Linked DNA regions of Mus musculus: all the other regions are linked to region 3. The links are chromatin contacts, called in public HiChIP or PLAC-seq maps. All regions are on one chromosome and are shown on one strand. The core of a region is the stretch at or near the end of the contact, and the rest is flanking DNA. Distances in the headings are between cores, read along the strand shown. Region 1 overlaps Crim1 (cysteine rich transmembrane BMP regulator 1 (chordin like)). Region 2 has its middle 61 kb from the start of Gm32076. Region 3 has its middle 35 kb from the start of Gm32282.

Evidence for each region. HiChIP or PLAC-seq counts read pairs in DNA pulled down with a chosen protein or histone mark.
Region 1: a BATF HiChIP or PLAC-seq map of CD8 T cells shows a contact between it and region 3, with 11 read pairs. The contact joins two enhancer-like sites. A contact is called at or near these places in 1 of 15 datasets of contacts at CTCF or cohesin (CD8 T cells), 1 of 115 datasets of contacts at active chromatin or transcription factors (CD8 T cells) and 2 of 9 other capture datasets (adipose tissue and liver).
Region 2: a CTCF HiChIP or PLAC-seq map of CD8 T cells shows a contact between it and region 3, with 34 read pairs. The contact joins two enhancer-like sites. A contact is called at or near these places in 1 of 39 promoter capture datasets (the C10 cell line), 3 of 15 datasets of contacts at CTCF or cohesin (CD8 T cells, embryonic stem cells and pro-B cells), 52 of 484 Hi-C or Micro-C datasets (the C10 cell line, CD4 T cells, CD8 T cells and 23 more) and 5 of 115 datasets of contacts at active chromatin or transcription factors (CD8 T cells, T-cell acute lymphoblastic leukemia, astrocytes and 2 more).

What each region holds. Positions count from the first base shown.
Region 1 is chr17:78,244,578-78,249,246 of GRCm38.p6, forward strand. All of the region lies in intron 2 of Crim1 (cysteine rich transmembrane BMP regulator 1 (chordin like)), which reads left to right. Among named protein-coding and RNA genes, the nearest start is that of Gm41620, 34 kb to the right of the region's middle. Within about 2 kb of position 1,329, at least 68 of the 459 cell types and tissues checked have an H3K27ac peak or open chromatin away from gene starts, as enhancers often do. A contact at or near this core is called in CD8 T cells, where this site is marked.
Region 2 is chr17:78,048,518-78,053,327 of GRCm38.p6, forward strand. No RefSeq gene overlaps it. Among named protein-coding and RNA genes, the nearest start is that of Gm32076, 61 kb to the left of the region's middle. Within about 2 kb of position 1,859, at least 3 of the 459 cell types and tissues checked have an H3K27ac peak or open chromatin away from gene starts, as enhancers often do. A contact at or near this core is called in CD8 T cells, where this site is marked.
Region 3 is chr17:78,162,797-78,167,279 of GRCm38.p6, forward strand. No RefSeq gene overlaps it. Among named protein-coding and RNA genes, the nearest start is that of Gm32282, 35 kb to the right of the region's middle. Within about 2 kb of position 2,640, at least 9 of the 459 cell types and tissues checked have an H3K27ac peak or open chromatin away from gene starts, as enhancers often do. A contact at or near this core is called in CD8 T cells, where this site is marked.

The DNA of each region.
Region 1 (4,669 bases), core at 79-2,578, 80 kb after region 3:
CACACACACACATATATGGAGGTGTGTGTGTGGTGTGTGAGTGTGTCTTTAAATGACTTTAACCCCCATTTCATGATAGGAGAAAGAAAACAGAGTCAAAGTAAAATATTTGAAACAGTAGACTTTTAGCTTAGGTTAAGTCAACATTTTAAAACTATATACTATAGGTATAGATTTTTAGAAGAATTATTGTTCAAAACATGTTTGAGTTCATTGCCAATTTGATGGCCTGATAAGCGGCACAGGAAAAACAGAAAGGGCTCCGAGAAGGCGGAAACCAGTGTCAAGTATCTGGGAAATAAAAGCAGGAAGCTCCAGGAACTTGGCCTCAGACCAGTTAGAGAGAACAGTCGCTTGAAAACCACTCACGTTACCTGCATTCTGGCTGGGAGACATCATACAGTGACCTACCCTTCTGGGAGTTGTGGGTTCTCCTGCTCTTCAAGGAGATAGGAGGAAGTCCTGATTAAAGATGTTGTATCCCTTGCTAAGAGAAGCGTGGTAGGTAGGTAAAGAGGGAAGTTTTCTTCCACTGCACTGGGAATGACCACAGGAAGGACTTAGTGTCATGTGAACTTTCATTTTAACATTCGAGCAGTGCTTCCCAGGCACGTTCCATAGGCAAGGACTCTTTTGAGGTCCTGTGCCATTCAATGATTCTTCCCTTTCTTTTGTTCGGTCTTAACCTCTTTAAGAACATACACAACTACATTTTCCAGTCCTCTCTTATGTCCTAAGATGTGCTCAATTCTACCAACTCCCTGCCCATCCTTGTCTAACCCTCGTGTTAAAGCAACACTGGGCGTAGCAGAGAAGGTTTTTGCTTCACATGTAATATGTCTTATTTTAAAATGAACACACTGTGCGTTTTAAGAATACATCAGTTATTGTTGCTAAAAGACGAAATGCATCCTGGCCTCAAGCTAGGGAAGGGGTGCTCTTTCAGAACCAGCTTTCAACTTTCTGTTTGTACCTCCAGGAAGTGCTAACCAGATGCTGATCTAATGCCTGGCTTCAGCAGGTTTAGGGTTTTTTTTTCTCCCCTGAGTGGCTCTGGGCAGCCCCTCCTGTGTGTGTGGTTTCTAACTTGGCTGGAGATGACCTCTCAGGTTTTCCCAGGGTTCAGCGTGGGCTCTGTCACACGTTGCTGCTGAGTGGCTGCCTGGCCCAGCTGTGTCCAGCTGAACCCTAGCCCTACACACACACGCACACACACACAAAAAAAAAAAAAAACATTTTCTTCTATAGAATCCCAGCCCTCTGAGTGGCCACAGGGACAGCTAGGTGACATGAGCACTTGCTGAGATTCCCCCAGAGGGAAGTGGGAGGTGGTTCTTCAGTGCCTGAGAACAGACCGGCTGCTCTGAGCTGGGTCATCTCCACCAACCAGAGGGTGTGGACCATCCCAGGTTTCCTGAGCCACTCGCCGTTCAAATGTGTGCCCCATTCGTTAGTGTCATTCTTATTCCCAGGCCATTATCTGGTACCGTGGACACTTCACCCAAGTCAGGTGAAGTGTCCACAGTCTTTTTACTAGAGAGAGGAGGGGAGTCTATGAGAGGAAGCTCAAGCATGATTTTATGAGCACAGTGGCTTTAATGTGAATCTGCCTTCTGTCAAAAGCTGATGGTTTCAAGTGTCCGTATGGCCTGTCAGGGTAGGGAAGGATTTTTTGGTAGACTTATTTTATGCTTTTCCAGGCTTGCAGTATTGCATGTTTATTAGTATCTTGGTTAAGAGGTCATCTGGGAGGAACAGTTCCTTAAATATAGGTTTTCTTTCTCCTTCTCCTCTCCTCTCCCCTCCCTCCTTCTTTCCTTCCCTCCTTCCTTTTGTTCCTACTTTTTTTTTTTTGGAATGAAAATGGAAAGATCTTTGTGAATGAAAGGGACAAAGTTGAATGCATACAACTCCACACAGATGTGCCCCCCTCAGCTCCCAGTAAGAAGCTAGTTTCTCCCACTTGCAGCTGAAAGTCACCAGGATCAACCTTCTGTGGAGCGTGAGGGTGACTTCGTTCGTCCTTTTCCAGGATTGATCATCCCATCGTGTTCTTTCCAGGCTTGTGTTCGCCTCAGAACCCCAGCCTCACGTTTCGCTTTTTTTTAATACACTTTCTTACCATCTAGGAAGATGTTCACCCAGGCAGTGACATACTCAGGACAGCCAGATGCAAATGGAATGGCGCTGAGCGTGGGAGCTGAGGGAGATAGACATTCATGAGCAACAAAAATCAATTGGACGGAGTTTTAATTAGTTGCAAAGCCCTTCTGTGACTCATAGACAGGCTGTTTACCTCTAGATCTGATGTCTCTGTTCCTTGTGAAATGTGCGACTTTCTCAAGAAAGTCATTTCAGGGTTCATTAACATTCAACCTTTGGTTTAAAAAAGTTTAGAAATGTCCTACTCATAAAATTTGACACATCCCCTAGTACTTATTGACTGCTGCCACGCATAGGGTAGTAGCCTGGGCACTCAGATAATCTCTTTGGGTATGGGGTTCCTCTTGTAATGGTGTATGGGCGCTAAGACAAGAAGAGCAGCCCACATAAGCTGCTCCTGCTGCTGGAGTCCTGGGCATTGTCTTTTCTATGGCACCTTCCTGCTTTTGATTTGTGACCCCTGTTGCTCAGTGTTTTTTGCATCAGGAGGAAGTGATGCAGTAAGTGGTGACTGCAGAGCTGGGGAGGGAAGAGATTAACACAAGATGAATTAATGTGTGTGTGGTTTTCAGGGGCTGGACTGTTCCTCTGAATCAAGGATGTATTCTTTGTTTCTGGCTGACGACTTCCTAGTTTTCCAGCGGGTAGGGGAACCTTTTATTCTTTTCTCTGTCGCTGGAAGTCTTTTTTTTTTTTAATTTTTTTAATTTCCCGAAAAGCAAGTACAGTGTTTTCTGCTTATCAGCGGCCTTTCTTTTCCTGTTCCAATAACAAGAGAACAATAGAGGAATTTAATAATGTTTAAAGATTGATACCACTTTCGCCCAATGTATCCATATATTTGTCTGCAGATAAAAATTGAGGTTTTATGAAACAGAGGAAAGCATTTTGCTGGTAATATGAACCAAGAGCGTCATCTATGTCTCTCCATCCCCCCCTTTCCTTTCCCTTTCATCTAGTTCAGAGAATGAAATGGGTTTTATTTTTCTCTTTAAAAAAAAAATGTGTTCAGGATATCTGCTGTTAAAAGAACAGAAATTAATAAGATTGGTAAGTACACTGGTTGAGCTCTGCCAGAAGGGTCTGTAGTGGCATCTAGAAGACCTCCTAGTTTCATTTAATGTATTTATATTATATTATATTCTATTATATTATATTATATTATATGAGAGATTCTTATTTACTGTTCATAGACTTTTTAAAATACCAGCAATGTGTGTCTTTTCAACAGTGGATGAAAAGGCCACGAATGAGAGTTTTGGTGCAGTTTGTAGTGTGTGTGGCCTTTCAGATGATTCCTGCAAATTGTGTGTGTGTGTGTGTGTGTGTGTGTGTGTGTGTGTGTGTGTGTGTGTGTGTATGTGTGTGTGTGTATGTGTGTGTGTGTGTGTGTGTGTGTGTATGTGTGTGTGTGTCTGTGTGTGTGTGTGTATGTGTGTGTGTGTGTGTGTATGTGTGTGTGTGTGTGTGTATGTGTGTGTGTGTGTGTGTGTGTGTGTGTGTGTGTGTGTATGTGTGTGTATGTGTGTGTGTGTGTATGTGTGTGTGTGTGTGTGTGTGTTGACCTGTCTCTTTTTGGTCATTCTAGGAGCTTTGACCTCAAGGGACCTTACACCATTCTCTGGTGTGTGAAACGGAAACTTAGGTTCTCGGTTGTGTCTGATCCCAGGGCTTGGTAAGCAGTCAGGGTTTTAACCGGCCTAACTACTTCCCACATGACATTTACAGCAATATTTCTCTCTGCTTTACCGAAGAGAAAGTAAGATTTACACTTTCTTAGTACCTGTTGGCCCTCTGCTCGCTAATCAGACTGGAATCTTCTAAATGCTTTCCTGTTGAGAGCCAGCTTGTCTCTGTCCATCAGGAATGTTGCAAATGGAATTAGGCTGTGGTCTTGTTATATATCTTAGCATGATGTGTGACTCAAAAATGTTATCTGCATGTTCCTTTATGCCTCTCTGACTGGACCCATGTCTGCTAAATGCCTCTGGGAAGTTTTTTGTTTTTGTTTTTGTTTTGTTTTGTTTTTCTACATCAAGGATTAACATGTGTAATCATATGTGTATATATGACTAATAGGTAATACTTGGCAATCAGCGTGTCTGTCTCATTAGTTCTGCTGTGTGTGTGTGTGCACATCCACATATGTGCTGTTAAATATAACAAAGCTGGTAATGGTGTTACAGTCCCTGGTTACAAGTTTCCTGAAAGCTTTGCTCCTCTTTGATGGCCGTGGATTCCCTGGCTATACAGACATTCCAGCCATTCTTTCTAAGAGCCGGTGTGATTTTTATACGCTTTGTAAACATCTGTGGGAGAAAAGAACAAGCTATAACTCTTCAAATAAATATTATTCAACCTCCTTCCACTTTCATTTCCCTTATCACTGGGACAACCACACCCAAGTTTGCTATTAAACTATGTTGTCTATCAGCTTCCCACATGCCAACAAAGCAAAGGAAACACAACAGATAAAGTTGAATACTGTCTTCCTTCTGTTGACATT
Region 2 (4,810 bases), core at 609-3,108, 120 kb before region 3:
CTAATATTCTTGTTTCTACTTCCCAAACGCTGGGATTGCACACATGAGCCATTTTTAAATGCATTTATGACATATCTCCTGTCTTTCTGGATGCTGGAGGTGATGCGCAAAGCAAATGCTCAGCCACTAGACTGCACCCCAGCCCTGCACTGCCTCCCTTTACTTCTTCTTTCCTGGCTCACATTTAACTCAAATGGAAACTACACACCTAGCCTTTCCTGATCCCGCCCCTCTCTCCAATACCCCCGTAGTCTGGTCTCTGTAATTATTCATTCCAATTACCTTTATGAGCCTATTGCTAGCCCATTTCTCCTCTCAAGGCACATACTTTGACATATTTGGACTCATGTCACTCACAGGCAGCCCCCGCATATAATAGCTGCTCAGGGAAAGGTTTTGAATAACTGAGTCTCTGTGAGGCATTCACCATTATTCTAGAAGTTCTATAAATATTTGTACGTTATAATTTAATGTTATAAGTGCTTTAAATTATAAATGGCATCACATTTCGTTCCAGCAAAAGTGCCATGAGACAGTATTATCACCAGGGTAGGGGAGGAGATCACACAGAAAGAAAGAATCACAATGGGAATTTACATCCAAGTGACAGGAGTTCTAAGGTGCACTTCCCTCTGTTGTTCCCCATCGTTATCTGAGTTGTGGACACTGGAGGAAGCATCCTCCATCACTGTTTTCTGAAACAAGCCAAAATTTGTTCTCTTCTATGAATCAGTTGTCAAATATAAATGAGATTTGCTTGCAATGATCTAAGATATTGCATTTAAGAATCTAATTAAGAATGTATTTTTCGACTGATGTTCAAGGGACATTGGCAACTGGGGAGCTTCAGTGTAATTCCTAAGAGGTAATGGTCAAGAATCACTCATAACTTTCAGCACAAGATGCACAGCTGTGCGTGAAAAGCACTAACTGTCTTTCTGCTTATTAAAAAAATCTGGCTTATGTCAGCTGTTAGAATGGGCTGGAGATGACACAAAGATTGCTCTGGCCTCTCTACATGGCAACATCATGAATTAGGAGATGAAGTATAGTTCATACATGCACATGCATATAGAAAATGCCACCAGTGTGTTCTCTGTAGGTTGTTTTATAATACACTTACTATGTCCAGGAATAGAAAAGAAATCTGGAATCATTATGTCCAGCCATTTAACAGCAGTGTAGAGGGGACCAAAAGCAGAATTCACTCATCTCCAAATAGAGAAAAAAAATATATCAGATCAGGTTTCAGGACCAGGTGTCCTTTCCAGAAGGTGGGAAAATTAACAAACGATACTGCTGCCAAGGCCAGAGCCCACCTCTGATGGCTTGGAAAGTGACTCGAAGACACATGGTTAGAACTTGGGCTCCTAGTCAAGCCCCTGGTCCAGCTGCATGGCTCCAAGTTGGCATGAAAGTAGGAGACACCTGGAAAATCAAGGCAAAATCAAAACACATCTCTCGGTTAAGAGGAAATCAGGCGTGATGTTGGCTAGGAAAGGACAGATTCGCTGGACAGCTGCCTGGAATGGAAGTTGTTCCCTTGGCATCTGAGGTCACACTCCACGCTTTTATCCTCTGAGGTACGGGTCAACTCGGTCTATTCAGGTTCATCATTGTTAGGAGAGAATCGACTTTATGCACTAGTTTGAAAGTTTATCTCCGAAGTACTAAGTGGTAAGATGGTATGATTTAAAGGTGAGCGAATGAAAGAAGCCGCGGTTCTCGAGGGCATGCAGAACTCATCCGAATAGAAGGCCCATCCTCAGTAATTCGAACACCAACAATCTCTTTGGTGATGTGTGTCATACAGAACTTAGTCATACAGGTAGCTTCTGTCACTCCTCCTGAACTACTGTGACATTAGAACTTGCTCTGCCCAAAGTGACCAGTAGTTGTCCTCATTAGATAAGTAATCTATCATCCACACTAGCGGTTTTTGTTTGAAATAGAATCTTACTCTGTACCACAGATTAGCTTGAAATCATAGGCAATTCCCCTGCCCCAGCTTCTCAAAAGCTGGACCTACAGCCTACTCAGTCCTTAGCCACCATATCTGACTTAACATTTGGTTCTTATTATAAAGAAAAACTCATCTATTGGACTAATAGTAAGTACAAGTTTTTTTTCTTCCACTCCCTTCCCCCCCTCCCATTACTTTTGCTAAATAATATTTCATAAAGCACGATAGGTTGAAGAAAGGAACGTTCAGGACTCTGATGTATCAGAAGCCTCAGACAGCATGAGTTCCAACAGCAGAAGGATACCTCTGGGCATTGACCTGAAACTTAAGAAGAGTCACCTGAAAGTTCTGAGAACAGGCAGCATGCTGCAGTAAAAGCTTCCTAATTCCCTATACTACACAATGCTAAGTGCTTTATGGGCTGTGCCAGGAAAAAGTCCTTAGTTGCAAATAACAGCAAAGCCATTCAAACAGAAGGTGCAAAATCAAACAAGTTCATTGAAGACTTTTAAAGGATTACCCCCAAATGAAAGAAGGGTTTGATCTAACTGTAGGAACAGAATGGAACTACACATGTTTTCTGATCAAGATTAGCCAAATTGTGTTGCTGGTCAAAGCAGGTGAGTTGATGGCCATTCTGACTATGATCTCTAACATTTTAGACAATACCATCCCAACCTTCCCTACCTGCCACCCTGAGACATCTTCAAACTGTTTTGGTGAATGTTGCCCACCCACACAACAACTCCAGAAATTTTCTCTTTTAGGGTCTGAAACCAAAACACATTTATTCACTCTAAAATTAATGAATTTAGCATGGAAACTTAGAGTGGAGAAACTGCTCATTGTTGGGCCACACACATATATAAATACCCTCTAATGTCTTAAAAACAAAACAACCATAGCACATTCCGGTACATGGTGAGCTTACCCTTTCTAATGGTACAAGGAGAAATGTCAGGACATGACTATGAAGCGGAGCTTCCCCATAAGGATGTTGTGCAGAGATCACCACCAGCTTGAAAAAATATTGAAACCATTCCCCAGAGACTAAAAGTTGAATACATTTGGTTTTGCCTTCAACTGCATCTGACGATAGCAAGCCAAGGGTGAAGATTAGTGAAGCTACATTTTCACAACTTCCCATGACATTTTTAACTGGCTGGTTTCTTTGTAACACATTCATTATCACTATCTTGAGAGGAAGGAACACTGACTAAATTTCTGCATTAGCCCACAGACCACAGCCCAGAAACAGAAAGCACAAACGTCAGTCAATACAACAATGTAGACTTAATACTACTTAAATAAATCCACATTAATCAGTTTGATTAACAGTACAACACTAACCCAAATATACCTGTAATAAAGCAAACGTTCTTAGCCTAATTTGGCCATTTTTTTTTACAGAAACCTAAACAAAGACTATAACCACAAATTAAAGAATTTAAAGAAGTACAAAGCTGAGACTATCCATTTTCTTAGATATGTGAATTAAAATTTAAAGTCATATTGGCTAGCAAAAAATAAAAACAGAAAATGATCTATTTTGTAATAATTATATATGTATATGCAATATATGTAAAAAATTATATATATGCAATATATGCAAATTTTTTGGTAACATCAATGATTACAAAGAAAGAAAACTAATGTTAAAAACATCACACATTTATAAACATTAGACAATCTATATCAGTTATAAGTATTTCTGTACTTATTCTATATTAATTCTCATATGGCACCAGCATGTATGTTTTCATTAGCATAGATGCATCTTGCATTACTATATTCTCACACATGCATCTTGTGTGCTTTGTTTATATTCACTCCAATACTGTCTATTGTCACCCCACCCCCATTGCCTTCTTTTTCCTACACAGCCTCCTTCAAACACGGCATGTTCACGTGTGCATGTGTGTGTGTTTAAAATCTAGAATTCACTGTGTCCTGCTTCTTCTTTTTGAAGAATTGATAATGTGTAAGATAATTTTCAGATGCAAAACTGTTCGTGTGTTTTTTTCTTTCTGCTTTTGACATAGAGACTAACAGTATATAGTTCAGGATAGCCTCAAACTCAACAATACTTCTCCTCCAATCCCCTGAGTACTATAATTACAGTAATATGCTGCCATTTCTAGCTAAAACATTTTAAATATCTTAAATTCAGGATTATATTCTTGAATTTAATACCCAAATGCAACTGAGAAATATACGGGGAACAACTGAGATATTGAGAGCATGTACTATTCAATAAAGCTATGGTTTTTCTAATAGCACAGTTGTCTGCATGCATGTGTATCTGTGTAGATGCATTAATTAAGGACCCATGAAGATAAAGTCCAATTGTCAGCCCCATAGTGCTAAGGAACAGTGCTTCCAAAGGTGGGATAAGATGAAAAGGTCTCTCTTTTTTATTCTACGTATTTATCAATGGCTTAAAACCACTACCAAAACAGTTCAGTCAAAATTATAACAAAATTATATGTAATTATATATATTCATCATATATTAAGGTACAATATAAAATTATATATCATATATCACATATTATATGTGATATATAATTATAACAATTACAACAAAAGATTACAGCCACTTAGCGGGTAAAAGGATTTACTGTCAAGCATCAAGATTTTAGTTTTATATCTGGAACCCATTTAAAAGAGAGAAAACCAACTTCTGCAAGTTGTCCTGTGGTCTCAAATATACTTAACACACACTTACAAATAAATATATTAAGAAATAAAGATTAAAGAAATAAAGATTAATTGACTAAATAAATAAGGTACAGGTTAAAAACTGGATTTCATCTCATACTTCAAGATAAAAAAACTTATGCCAAAA
Region 3 (4,483 bases), core at 1,390-3,889:
TATGAAGAAATTAACTTGATCAAGGATATATAAAATCATCCCTCTTGCCCACCCTGAAAAACTGACCGTCTCTACATTCCCTTCTTCTGATCATGCCCAGTTAGTTCTGTTGTCTCTTTGGGTGTAACTGTAACTCAGACTGATCTCATACATGATAAACTCCCACCCATCCCCCAGAGAACTCATTGGACCCAGCCAAGACCTGCCTCTCTCTCCTTCTTCTGTATTAGTAAAACCCACGTACCCTGGATCCACACTCTCTTTCAAAGAGACACAGTGATAATATAACTTTAACTTGACGTAGTCACATGACTCAATTTCACGCTAATGAACAGTTAAGAAGCTCCGTGGAACACATCCATCTAAATAGCATCTTAATAACCTTGAGGGAAGCTAAACTTGAGCCTGTGCTACCTAGAGAAAAGGATTCTCAACCTATCTCAAGTTCACAGCCTTTCTTGTGAGATCAAGAGACAGCAAAACGCCCATGAGAAGTGGAGTGGCAAAGGGTTTTCTTTGAGATACAAACAAAAAGTAAATATTTTTTCTCATGAAGGAGGTGGGATTAAATCTAATTTATCTCTGTATCTTCGACAAGGAAGAACAGCTTCACCAAGGAACACAAGTGATCTTGGTATCTTGGTACCTTGGTGTCTACAAACCCCAAGACCTGTGTATAGTGACACCTAGTGGTTGCCCGAACTCAGTTCCTAGCATGACAGGCATGCCCGTGTAGCTGAAGGTTTTGTAAAGGAGGCATCTTTCCTCTATATATGCATAGGCTTTGAGTTAACCAGGTTGTTCATTGGCCTTTACACCAATGCCACAAAGTTAGGGCCACAAATGCACTCGATTTTAAACCATAGGAAATTAATATTTAATATTTACACAGCCCAGAGAAGTCACGGGAGTAAAAAGCAGCCATAACTGTGATGTGTCGAGAGATGATTTTGGCCAAGTCTCGAATCTAAAAGGTATAACATTAAACCAAAGCACAGTCTATTTCTCAACAGTTTCAAAGACCCAGTAGCATTCTTCACTACAGAGGTCGTTCCCAGGAATCCTTTCCTCTGCCTTTAACATCGCCCTAGGGTGGACCTGCCCAAGTGCTTATCGCTACTCTCGCTTCTTCAGGGGAAGTTAGAGGGGAGTTATCTACAGTGCACTAAGGAAACTTTCCCTTATCGTACGATCTATCCCTGGCCAGGAACCTTTTAAAACTCAGTGGTGTCTTGAAAGGGGGGTTGGTACTTCCTCTATCAAAAAAAAAACTGTCCCATGGAGTTGACTTCCTAAGGCCTGAGAAGGACTGCTTATGTAACATGCAAAGTAAAAGTGAGGACAGAGCCCTCTGGAATGTATCAAATTGAAGTCTTCTGTTACGTTTCACTTTGGGAATTACAGAAACGAGATATAATAAATATGGTTGGTTTGGTCACCGAAACATGTAATGAGGATAGAAGCTGGGAAATTATAATTGGATAAAAAATTTAAAAATGTGATGTGAGGACTTAAAGCATTTCATAGTCTGGTGGAAATATGGAATTGATTTTCCTGACCCCATAAACTAATTGACCCTGATTTTCAAGGATCCCCAGTCTTACCTTTGACCTGACATCCCTCCTTTTATTTTATATGTTTCGGGGTTGATAGTACTATTAATAATAATTATTATTATTATTATTATTATTATTATTATTATTACTACTACTGTGCTAAGGAGCGAACTCAGGGCCCTTTTCTGTTTGGTAACTGCTTTATCACTGTGTTGGACCCTGAGTTCAGGTGCCAAATAAGAATATTTCCTGTGGAGAGCAGATGAAGTCCAAGGCAAATGGATACTGTTGACCTGGGCATGAATCATGGGAATGCTGAGGCCTTCCTCTGCAACACTGACCAACAGCTGGCCTGTAGCCAGAGGCAGTATGGGTAAGAAGTACCCATTTAGCTAACCTGCCTCCTCGAGCATGCTGTATGTTGTAAACTTGCTGAGTATCCAGGCTGCTGGTGCATTTCCACTCAGACACAGAGGCACAGCCCACCCAATACCAGCACTCAATGTTGTTTGGGTCTGTCGCTCTTCATTTCTGGCCAGCCCCAGTCCCAGTCAGGTTTTCAGACTCAGCCCTGCTTTGGCAACTTCCCATCATAAAATTGAATGATAGGCCTGATTTAGAAATGTGTAAATCTCTATTGGCCTGACTATTTCACTGGACTTAGACCAGACCTCTCTAAATCCATTAGCTTATCAGTTGTTCAACCACAATCACACTGGACTGGTTGTTGTTGTTGTTGTTTTGTATTTTGGAGTTGTTTGTTTGTTTGAAATGGGGCCTCTCTGTAACCCAAGTTGGCCTGAAAATATCTATGTAGATCAAGATGGTCTTGAACTGGCAAAGACACACCTCTCTCTGCTTCCCAAGTAATGGTGATAAAGGCATATGCCACCATGCCTGACTACATTGGGTTCTTTCTTGATGGACATCAAAATTCTTCAATCCAAAGAGCAAATAAAATATAGACACTTTTTCATTGTGCTCTCTGAAGTTTTATGATTTTTTTATTAACACCTTAAAGCAAAATGTGTTAAAATGACAACCCAGTTTTGTCCTCTAGGGCATGTCTGACCTTGTGACATGACTCACCATGCATTACCTCAGTAAAATTCCCCACTTTAAAATGAGTGCCACACCTGCATCTAGCTATGCATTGAAAACAAATGGTTAAGGAAGATTTGTGAAGATCTTTTTGATAAATAATTTGAAATGGGATAAAATGGGATCATGACCATTGTTGGTATGGCATATTTAATCAATATACATTTTTGTTTTATGGGAACATACTTAATCACACATAATAATGTGTTTCACCGTGACATTTCATACACATAGATGAAATATTTTGCACATGTTTATTTTCTATTGCCCTTCCTTCTCCTGACTTCATTTCTGATTGCTTTATGCCTTCTAACTAGCCCTTTCACTTTCATAATGAGAGGTGGGGTTTTTGGTTGGTTGGCTGGTTGGTTTTAGTGATCTGGGTACAAATTCTAGTTTCTCTCCAAATTATAGAAATCCTTTGTCTTTTAATGAACTGGATACATGCATTGCCCATTTTTTTTAAAAAAAATGAAGATGAATTCATTTTCTCATCCCACATGAAGTAGACTTAATAGACTTTTAGCATGACTTTCTCCACAATATTACAAGGGAACTGGAGCCCAGGACAGGATATCATTTTGGAAACCACTAGTGTGTTTCTTATAACAGAAGCAAGTACTTTAACCTCAAAATTACACAATATCTCTTAGAAGTTAATGTGAGCAATAACAATACTTTTAAAAATTTCTATTGGACTGGCAGCCACTTCTTGAGTCAAGGAGATAAATTGAAAAGAAATGAAATACTAAATTCAACAAGTCCAACATCTCAAGAAGTATTACTTGGAAATATAAATCTGTACAAGAAATGTTAAAATAACCATGGAATTGTTTTTACCAGAAATGTTTAGAATGCATTTATACTCTACTGAGGAGAATCATGAAAGATAAATATATCAATTACTAGACATTCATAGATATGTGAATTCATGGATAACAGTGGTTATATTTGTGTATTTGTGGGGTATGTGTGTGCGTGTGAGTGTGTGTGTAGTATGTGTGAATTGTGAATATGTGTGAGTTTGTGTGAGTGAGTGTGTGTGTGTGTGTGTGTGTGTGTGTGTGTGTGTTATTTAAGGTCCCCCAAATAACTTAGAAAACATACAAGTTCAAACAGCTTTCTACCTTTTTGGACCATTAAGGTAATTCTTTCCTCCCTTATCCATGGGTGCTGCAATACAATTTTCCATGTAAAAGAAAGAGACTGTAATTCTGCCTTCCACTCCGCCCACTTCTCTGCTCCTCTGCTCCAACCTGTCTAATTCAAACAGAGAATGTCTTAGTGCTTAGCTGGCAGCGTGTTGAACTGTTGCCTAACTGTCTCCTGGATGTTTCTGGAGAAGACACAGAAGGCAGAACAGGCTGTTTAATGGAGCCTGTGGGTGGGTATGTGAACGCACATTAACTGTGTAAGTGCATGTCTGGAGGTATTCACATTTCCTGAAACATTACCACCTTGAAAATTCACAAATCAGGCTGTATATGACAGAACACGCCTGTAATTGTAGACTTGGAAGACTGAGGCACCAGAGGTTCAAAAGTTCAAGAGCAGCATGGGTCATAGAAGGAGACTGTGTCTCTGAAGATAAGACATGTTGGAGAGATGGCTGAGTGGGTTAAGGTGTTGCCTGTGGAAACTTACAGACTTGAGTTCAGATGGACAGCACTTACAGAAAAGCTGCTGTGACTGTATACATCTGTAGCTTTGTGGACTTGCAGGTCAATCTAGCCAAAATGGTAATGTAGCCCCAGGTTCAGCGAGCACACACACATACACACACACCTCAAATAATTAATATAAAAGGCAAAAGAGGAAAACACCCA